2 separate regions of the Mus musculus genome follow, and region 1 is linked to region 2. A link is a contact called in public HiChIP or PLAC-seq data. All regions are on one chromosome and are shown on one strand. Each heading gives the region's core, a stretch centred on a gene start, on an enhancer-like site or on the middle of the called end of the contact. The rest is flanking DNA. Distances are from core to core; before and after follow the strand shown.

What was found. HiChIP or PLAC-seq counts read pairs in DNA pulled down with a chosen protein or histone mark.
Region 1: a PDX1 HiChIP or PLAC-seq map of a beta-TC-6 cell line shows a contact between it and region 2, with 25 times the contacts expected there. The contact joins the promoter of Glrx here to the enhancer-like site in region 2. A contact is called at or near these places in 2 of 39 promoter capture datasets (cranial neural crest and hippocampal neurons), 1 of 484 Hi-C or Micro-C datasets (bone marrow-derived macrophages) and 2 of 115 datasets of contacts at active chromatin or transcription factors (a beta-TC-6 cell line and bone marrow-derived macrophages).

The regions. Positions count from the first base shown.
Region 1 is chr13:75,838,490-75,841,713 of GRCm38.p6, forward strand. It overlaps Glrx (glutaredoxin), which reads left to right and starts at 1,397. Exons shown (of 3, transcript NM_053108.4): 1 at 1,397-1,686. The coding sequence starts at 1,480. Gm41005 (a long non-coding RNA gene) reads right to left here and starts at 2,579. Exons shown (of 2, transcript XR_873685.2): 1 at 2,278-2,579.
Region 2 is chr13:75,161,888-75,165,484 of GRCm38.p6, forward strand. No RefSeq gene overlaps it. Among named protein-coding and RNA genes, the nearest start is that of Pcsk1, 74 kb to the left of the region's middle. Within about 2 kb of position 1,659, at least 14 of the 459 cell types and tissues checked have an H3K27ac peak or open chromatin away from gene starts, as enhancers often do.

The DNA of each region.
Region 1 (3,224 bases), core at 147-2,646, 680 kb after region 2:
GGCAAATATTGAGACAGGGCAGAATGCAAGAGACCGAAGATCATGGTGGTTCTCAAAATGATCTTTGAGATAGATGAGAGAGTCAGATTGTTAGGAAAAGGAGGAAGGGAAAGACCAGACAAATGAGAAGGAGAGAAAGACTCTAAAGGAACAGCCTGAGCTGGGTGCTTATTCCCCAGGGTCATGTGAACAGCAAGAACCCTCAAGAGGTCCTTGAAACAGCTGGCATCAGAAGGTTGCCAGAAAGTTAAGACTCTAGCCCTAAACTTGTTCAGAATTGTGGGAAGCTATGGGCTGAGAGGTCTACAACCCTGCCATGGGCCAGCCACCTCAGCCATGCAGCCAGGCCGCTTCTCCGTTGGCAGAACTCTCTCTCCGCTTCTTCTGTGGCCCTGACTATTACCATCTGACTGTTATTTTGCCATTTGATGTGGGTAACAGTGAGAGTGACAAAGAAAGCAGCCCCCAGAAGTCAGTTTACTTCTCTTTGGTCACAATGTGCACCAGAGCCGTCACCAGGACATGACTGTAGTCTGACCTCCTGTAAGATACTCTGGTTCTACTGTGGAGCTGGTTGCTTGCTTGGAAAGGTGCTTCAGTCTGACAGGAGTTTTCTCTTCGACTTGCTTATCTACCTCAGCACCACCTCCCAAAGCACCTCAGCTCACTGTCAAAACAAGTCAGACAGGAAAAGATCCACATTCTGTCTGGAATCTCAGGTCAGGGGTTATGGGAGAATTTGTTTCTTACTGAACTGCTATTCAAAGGTCACCAGCCCTAAGGCTTTTGGAGTAAGAGAGACCTATTAAAAAGCTTAGCTTCACAGGTAGGCCCCGTGGCAAAGTTCAGTCACAAATCTACCCCACTGAAAAGGGCTCATTGTTCACCATGAACTCAGAGCATGGCACCCCACTTTTTAAAGACAGAGAGAAAGTACAGACAAGCACATTTTTACATGTCAAGAACCAAGTCCACTAATCACACAAGTACCCACCTTACAGGGCAAAGAAAGCATGCCGGTGCAACCCACAAGGCCCAATCACTATGCAGTCCCCACATCCTATGAAGAGCCAAAGCTTTCCTGAATGGTTGTGTTTTTATTTTTCAAAACAACCGTGTTTCCAAAAGAAGAGAGAGAGAGAATTTGTTCTAAGAGGACCTGGGGCCTCCTACCCAGAAACTGGTCTGCGCTGTCTCTGCTACCCTAGAGGGTGACTTAGTTCTGTTCTTGGGGAGGACACAAGACAGCCTGTTATAGCTTACACAGCCAGTGTGCAATGGTAGGCCTAGGAAGTACTGACTCATACCAAAATGAACTGACTTTGGGGCTGGCCCTTTAAAACTGAAGCATCCTACTTGGTAACTCCTCCTCCAAGGAGGTTCCTTATTAAATGAGAGCTGCTGGCTAAGCGCCGCTGCATTACCGGACCATTACTTTCAACTGCACGTTCCTCCCTGGAGAAGCTGCAGCCTGTCAGCATGGCTCAGGAGTTTGTGAACTGCAAGATCCAGTCTGGGAAGGTGGTCGTGTTCATCAAGCCCACCTGCCCCTACTGCAGAAAGACCCAAGAAATCCTCAGTCAACTGCCTTTCAAACAAGGTCTTCTGGAGTTTGTGGACATCACAGCCACTAACAACACCAGTGCGATTCAAGATTATTTACAACAGCTCACCGGAGCGAGAACAGTGAGTGTGTTTAAATGCTAAGGAAGCGCTGGGGTGTTGCTGTTTCCTTTCCAGAGCTTTGTAGACAGCTAGCTGTGCCTTTTCTAGGATGCCGTTGCCTGGGCTCTGTCCTTCAAAGCAGCCAGAGGACTTTGCAGGGTGTGGGGGAGGGACTCAAGGGAAGACACTGCTCAAATGAGTGGGCAGCAGGACTGCCTGGGAGGACCAGAAGGCAGAACGCTGGTTGGTGTGTGGATAGTGGGCCTGACAGCTGGGCTGGCGGCAGTTAAGTGTTTATCTGAAGGCTTTGTTTTAAGCACTATTTTGAACTGGCAGTGTTCTTCTGGCAAGGCAGGAGGCAGCTTCGAGGCTGGATGTGATCTCTAGCTTTTATGTTATGGATGGGGGCCATAGGCACTCTCTTCCCCCTGTTAGCATGTAGTGGGGTCTGCGGCCCTTCCTTTTCTTTGCACTAGGCTTTCTTTCTTTATCACCTAGTTTGTCCATTCTTACCTAGCCCCACCCACTAGAAAAGTAAATCCTGGACTCCATTTTTGCCTGTGCTGCCTTAATTGTAGGATATTTTCAGGTCTGGTTATCATGATAACTTACTGTATGATCTGATGGATTCTTGCCTTGGAGATCCATCCTCAGTGACGCAGGCTGCAAGATTAGAGGGAGCGCTTCAAAGTCCTGTTCCACAAATCCATATGCAGCTCTCTAAGAACACCTTCCTCCTCAGAAAAGGCTTTCTTTGTGCCTGGGCTGCTGCTGGAATGCCCAGCTCAACAGACTCCAGTGCTGGAAAGTGAGCTTGTTGTACAGTTAACTGGAGTGTTGGGGACAAAGCCGAGGCAGCCCCAACAAGCCAAGAACCTTGGCCACCTGCCTCCAATACCAACTAAAGTGACGCGTGACAGTGAAAAGCAGAGGAAAGAAACTTCCTCAGTGAGGCTTCATTGGGAAGCTGAAAAAATACAGATGTCCATGGATGCCCAAGTCCATAAAATGTATGGTGTGTGTGTCTGTGTACCCTTGTTTACACAACAGCCCAGTGGTTAATGTTGGATGACTTATTTAATCACTCTCAGCCTTACTTTGGTGAGACACCGTCCTTCACTGAATCTGGAGTTCACAGGCTGGGATGGACTGGACTAGCTAGCAGCCAGAACGCCCCTGGGATCTTCCTATCTAGATCTCCCCAGCTTGTGATTTGCACCCAACTTTTTTCTGTGGATTCTGGGGGATCAAACTAAGGTCCTCACTCTCATGCATAAGCACTTACTGATGAGTTACTAGCCGAGCCATCTCCCTTCTTAACTAGAATCTCCTGTCATCTTCTTAAATGGAAAGCCCGGGGTTTGCAGGCCAGGTCCAGGTGAAAACCCCAGCCCCACCCCTCCCCCACTACCCCTGACTCACCTTAGTCTCAGGTCCAGTTGCTCTCCAGGGGTCAGAACTGTGTGAAATTCTCTTCCTGTGAGGTGGGTTTCTCCACTGACTAGCACCAGGATTTCAGCCTTTCCCAGCTCTGGTTTGGGGTGAAGGTGGGGGTGGGG
Region 2 (3,597 bases), core at 409-2,908:
TTTAATTATGTCTAGCTCTTTTCTTGGATTCCTAAGCTTGCCTTCCCAATGTTGTCTGCCTGCAGGCTTCTGAGGACAACTAACACAGAACAAAAACATTGAATTTTAATAAACACTGTGGCAACAGTCAAATAAACAGCAGTTCCATGCCCACATATTCTATTAAAATTTAGGGGGAAACTGTCAGCACTTGAACTTCTTTCATTTACAAATTAAGAATGATTTCTTGTTCATTGAGTTTACGGGCTAAAGCAGATCCAAATTATCTTAGCATAGTATCAGTACTTACCGTTACTTTCAAAAAGAAAATCAAAAGCACTATATTGGTTAGAAAACTCAGAAAATCAGCTACAGTGTTTATCCGTGGTTTATAGAACATGGTCACATGTGCTGCTTTTGTGTTGGGAGAGGAGATGCCTTTTACAGTCTCTATATCAATCACATAGTGCCACCATGGCATTCCTTTGTCTTTGACACACAGTGCTTCTGTGTAGGCCAGTTTGACCTCAGACTTTTAATGTCCCTGCTTCTGAAGACAACTCCTGGGATTATAGGTATGTTTCATCATAGCTTTGACTTATCAACCCAACATATTTTCTTGTTTTGCTCTTGCATGTGCCTGTGCAGTGTGCATGCATGTTTGTATGCATGTGCACAGGTACCTTGACACATATATTTGAGTGCATGCGGATGTGATGACCAAGGACTAACATTGGATGTCTTCCTTTTTTATCCCTGCTTTATTAGCTAAGGCAGGCCCTCAATACATAGTGCACTGATTTAGTTAGTCTAACAGAGATTCCTTTCTGTGCCTCTCAAACACTGGGGTGTAATGGTAGGCTGCCACATTTACATGACTCTTATATAAGTAATGGGAAACCTAACTCCAGTCTTCAAACCTCTGAATCAATCACCATATCTACTAAGCTATCTCCCCAGTCTGTTTGATATATTTGTTTTCTGAGATAAGATCTTACATGCTCCTGGCTGGCCTGGAACACACAGTATTGACCAGACTGGTTGTCCATTTGTAGTGACCCTGCTCTACCTCCAAAGATCTGGAATTATAGATAGGCCCTTTAGATCTCAAATAGACTTGTCATCTAGGCTGTAACCCAAAATTCTCGAGGAATATATATGGTTTATCTATACATTCAGCTATTGGACATATGTAAAGTACCTGCTATGTGATGGATGTTATAATAGGCAATAAGAACTCAATCCCCAGAATGTTTTTTCTTCCCTGCCATTTACAGTTCAGTGAGAGAAAGATATTCAACTGCCTACTAGAAGATAAATGAGAGTAATACTATTTTTTACCTTTTAGAGTCTAATCAGCTTATAAAATACTTTACCTCATATCACTGGTTGTCAATGTATGTGAAAGGAAAAAAATGACCACATTTTCTATCTAAAAATGCAGTAGGTGTAGATACACCAAGATGTTGCCTCATACCTAATGGAAGTTTGACAACAATCCCAGCAGATCTATACTTAGCCTCAGGCTGCTGCAGGATTAGTACAATATTGCTGGGGATTTATTGAGCAGTCTTTTCTCTGAAGGTCTTCCTGGAAAATTTGCCTGAACTTCTGACGTCCTCCCTCCATTTACAGCACACTTGCTTTATCAGCTTTTCTACATAACAACCTATGGAAATGAGCCAACCTGGAAAATGGCTCCATTTACTTTGCTCTGAGCTACAGATGGCATAGTGAACACTGAGTTAATGGAAAACTGACACTTGCTAGCTCAGGTTGGCAGCTGTTTCCACTTTAGCTGTGGCATGAGAGACAGAGTATTTCAAGGGGGAGGGCTGGGGGGGGGGCTGCCATCTGCTTAGAAGGTGTTCTACATTTCCTTTAAAATGAAGATGGATACCAGGAACTGAATGTGAGTCAGTGTATTGTAGGAACTTATTCCTCTAGGTCTGCATGGTTAGGAAAGCTGACTAGTGTATTTCCAGGTAGTTTATTTTTTTCATTATCTTTTTCTTTTTTTATTAGACATTTTCTTTACTTACATTTCAAATGTTATCCTCTTTCCTGGTTTCCCCTCCAAAAAGTCCCTGTCCCCTATCCCCCTCCCCCTGCTCACCAACCCACCCTCTCCTGCTTCCTGGCCCTGGCATTCCCCTATACTGGGGCATAGGACCATGAAGTCTGCTTTTCATTGGCCAATTACTCCTAGACATGGAGACTGACCAAGAAACAGAAAGAAAGAGAGAGAGAGAGAGAGAGAGAGAGAGAGAGAGAGAGAGACAGACAGACAGACAGAGACAGAGACAGAAAGGGGGAAGATGAGGAAAGGGATATCCAGGACTTGCTATGGTGGGAGAGTTTGTTTCTGATGAGGCCTGTCACAATTGGTTTGGAACAGATGTGTTCCACTCACCAGAGATCCTAAGATCGCATGGAGAGTCCTCTGGGGACCGTGGGACTGTCCGAAGAGTTCATGCCCAAGGTGACCTGGATCTGGCGCTGACCTGAAGGAACTTGTGCGCCTGGTCAGGCAGGTTTTCTGCTTCCCTGCTGCTGTCTCAGGCCTGGTGCTTTGGATTGGAACCGATGTTGTGTTCCACTCACCAATGATCCTAAGATCATGAGGAGGGTCCTCTGAGGTCTGTGGGATAGATATTTTCTTTATTTACATTTCAAATCCTATCCCCTTTCCTAGTTTCCTCTCCAAGAAAATCCCCTATCCCCTTCACCCTCACCCTGCTCCCTAACCTACCCACTTCTACTTCCTGGCCTTGGCATTCCCCTATACTGGGGAATCTTGGCAAGACCAAGGGCCCTCCTCCCATTGATGGCCTACTAGGCCATCATCTGCTACATATGCAGCTAGAGATACAAGTCCCACCATGTGTTTTCTTTGATTAGTAGTTTAATCCCAGGGAGATCTGGGGGTGGGGTGAGTACTGGTTAGTTCATACTGTTGTTCCTCCTATAGGACTGCACACCCCTTCAGCTCCTTGGGTATTTTCTCTAGAACATTCATTGGGAACACTGAGCTCCATCCAATAGATGACTGTGAGCATCCACTTCTGTATTTGTCAGGCACTGGCAAGGGCTCACAGGAGACAGCTATATCAGGCTCCTGTCAGCAAGCTCTTGTTGGCCTCCACAATAGTGTCTGGGTTTGGTGGTTGTTTATGGGATGAATCCCCAGGTGGGACAGTCTCTGGATGGACATTCTTTCAGTCGCTGCTCCGAACTTTATCTCCGTAACTTCATCATGGGTGTTTTGTTCCCCCTTCTAAGAAAGATTGAAGTATGCACACTTTGGTCTTATCTTCTTGAGTTTCATGTGTTTTGCAAATTGTATCTTGGGTATTTGAGTACATATCATGTGTGTTCTTTTGTGATTGGGTTAACTCACTCAGGATGATATTTCCAGATCCATTCATTTGCCTAAGAATTTCATAAATTCATTGTTTTTAATAGCCCTTTCTAACACTGTGAAGAATTGAGTTGGAATTTTAATGGGGATTGCATTGAATCTGTAGATTTCTTTTGGCAAGATAGCCATTTTTACTATATTAATCCTACCAATCCATGAGCATGGGAGATGTTTCCATCTTCTGAGATCTTCTTTGA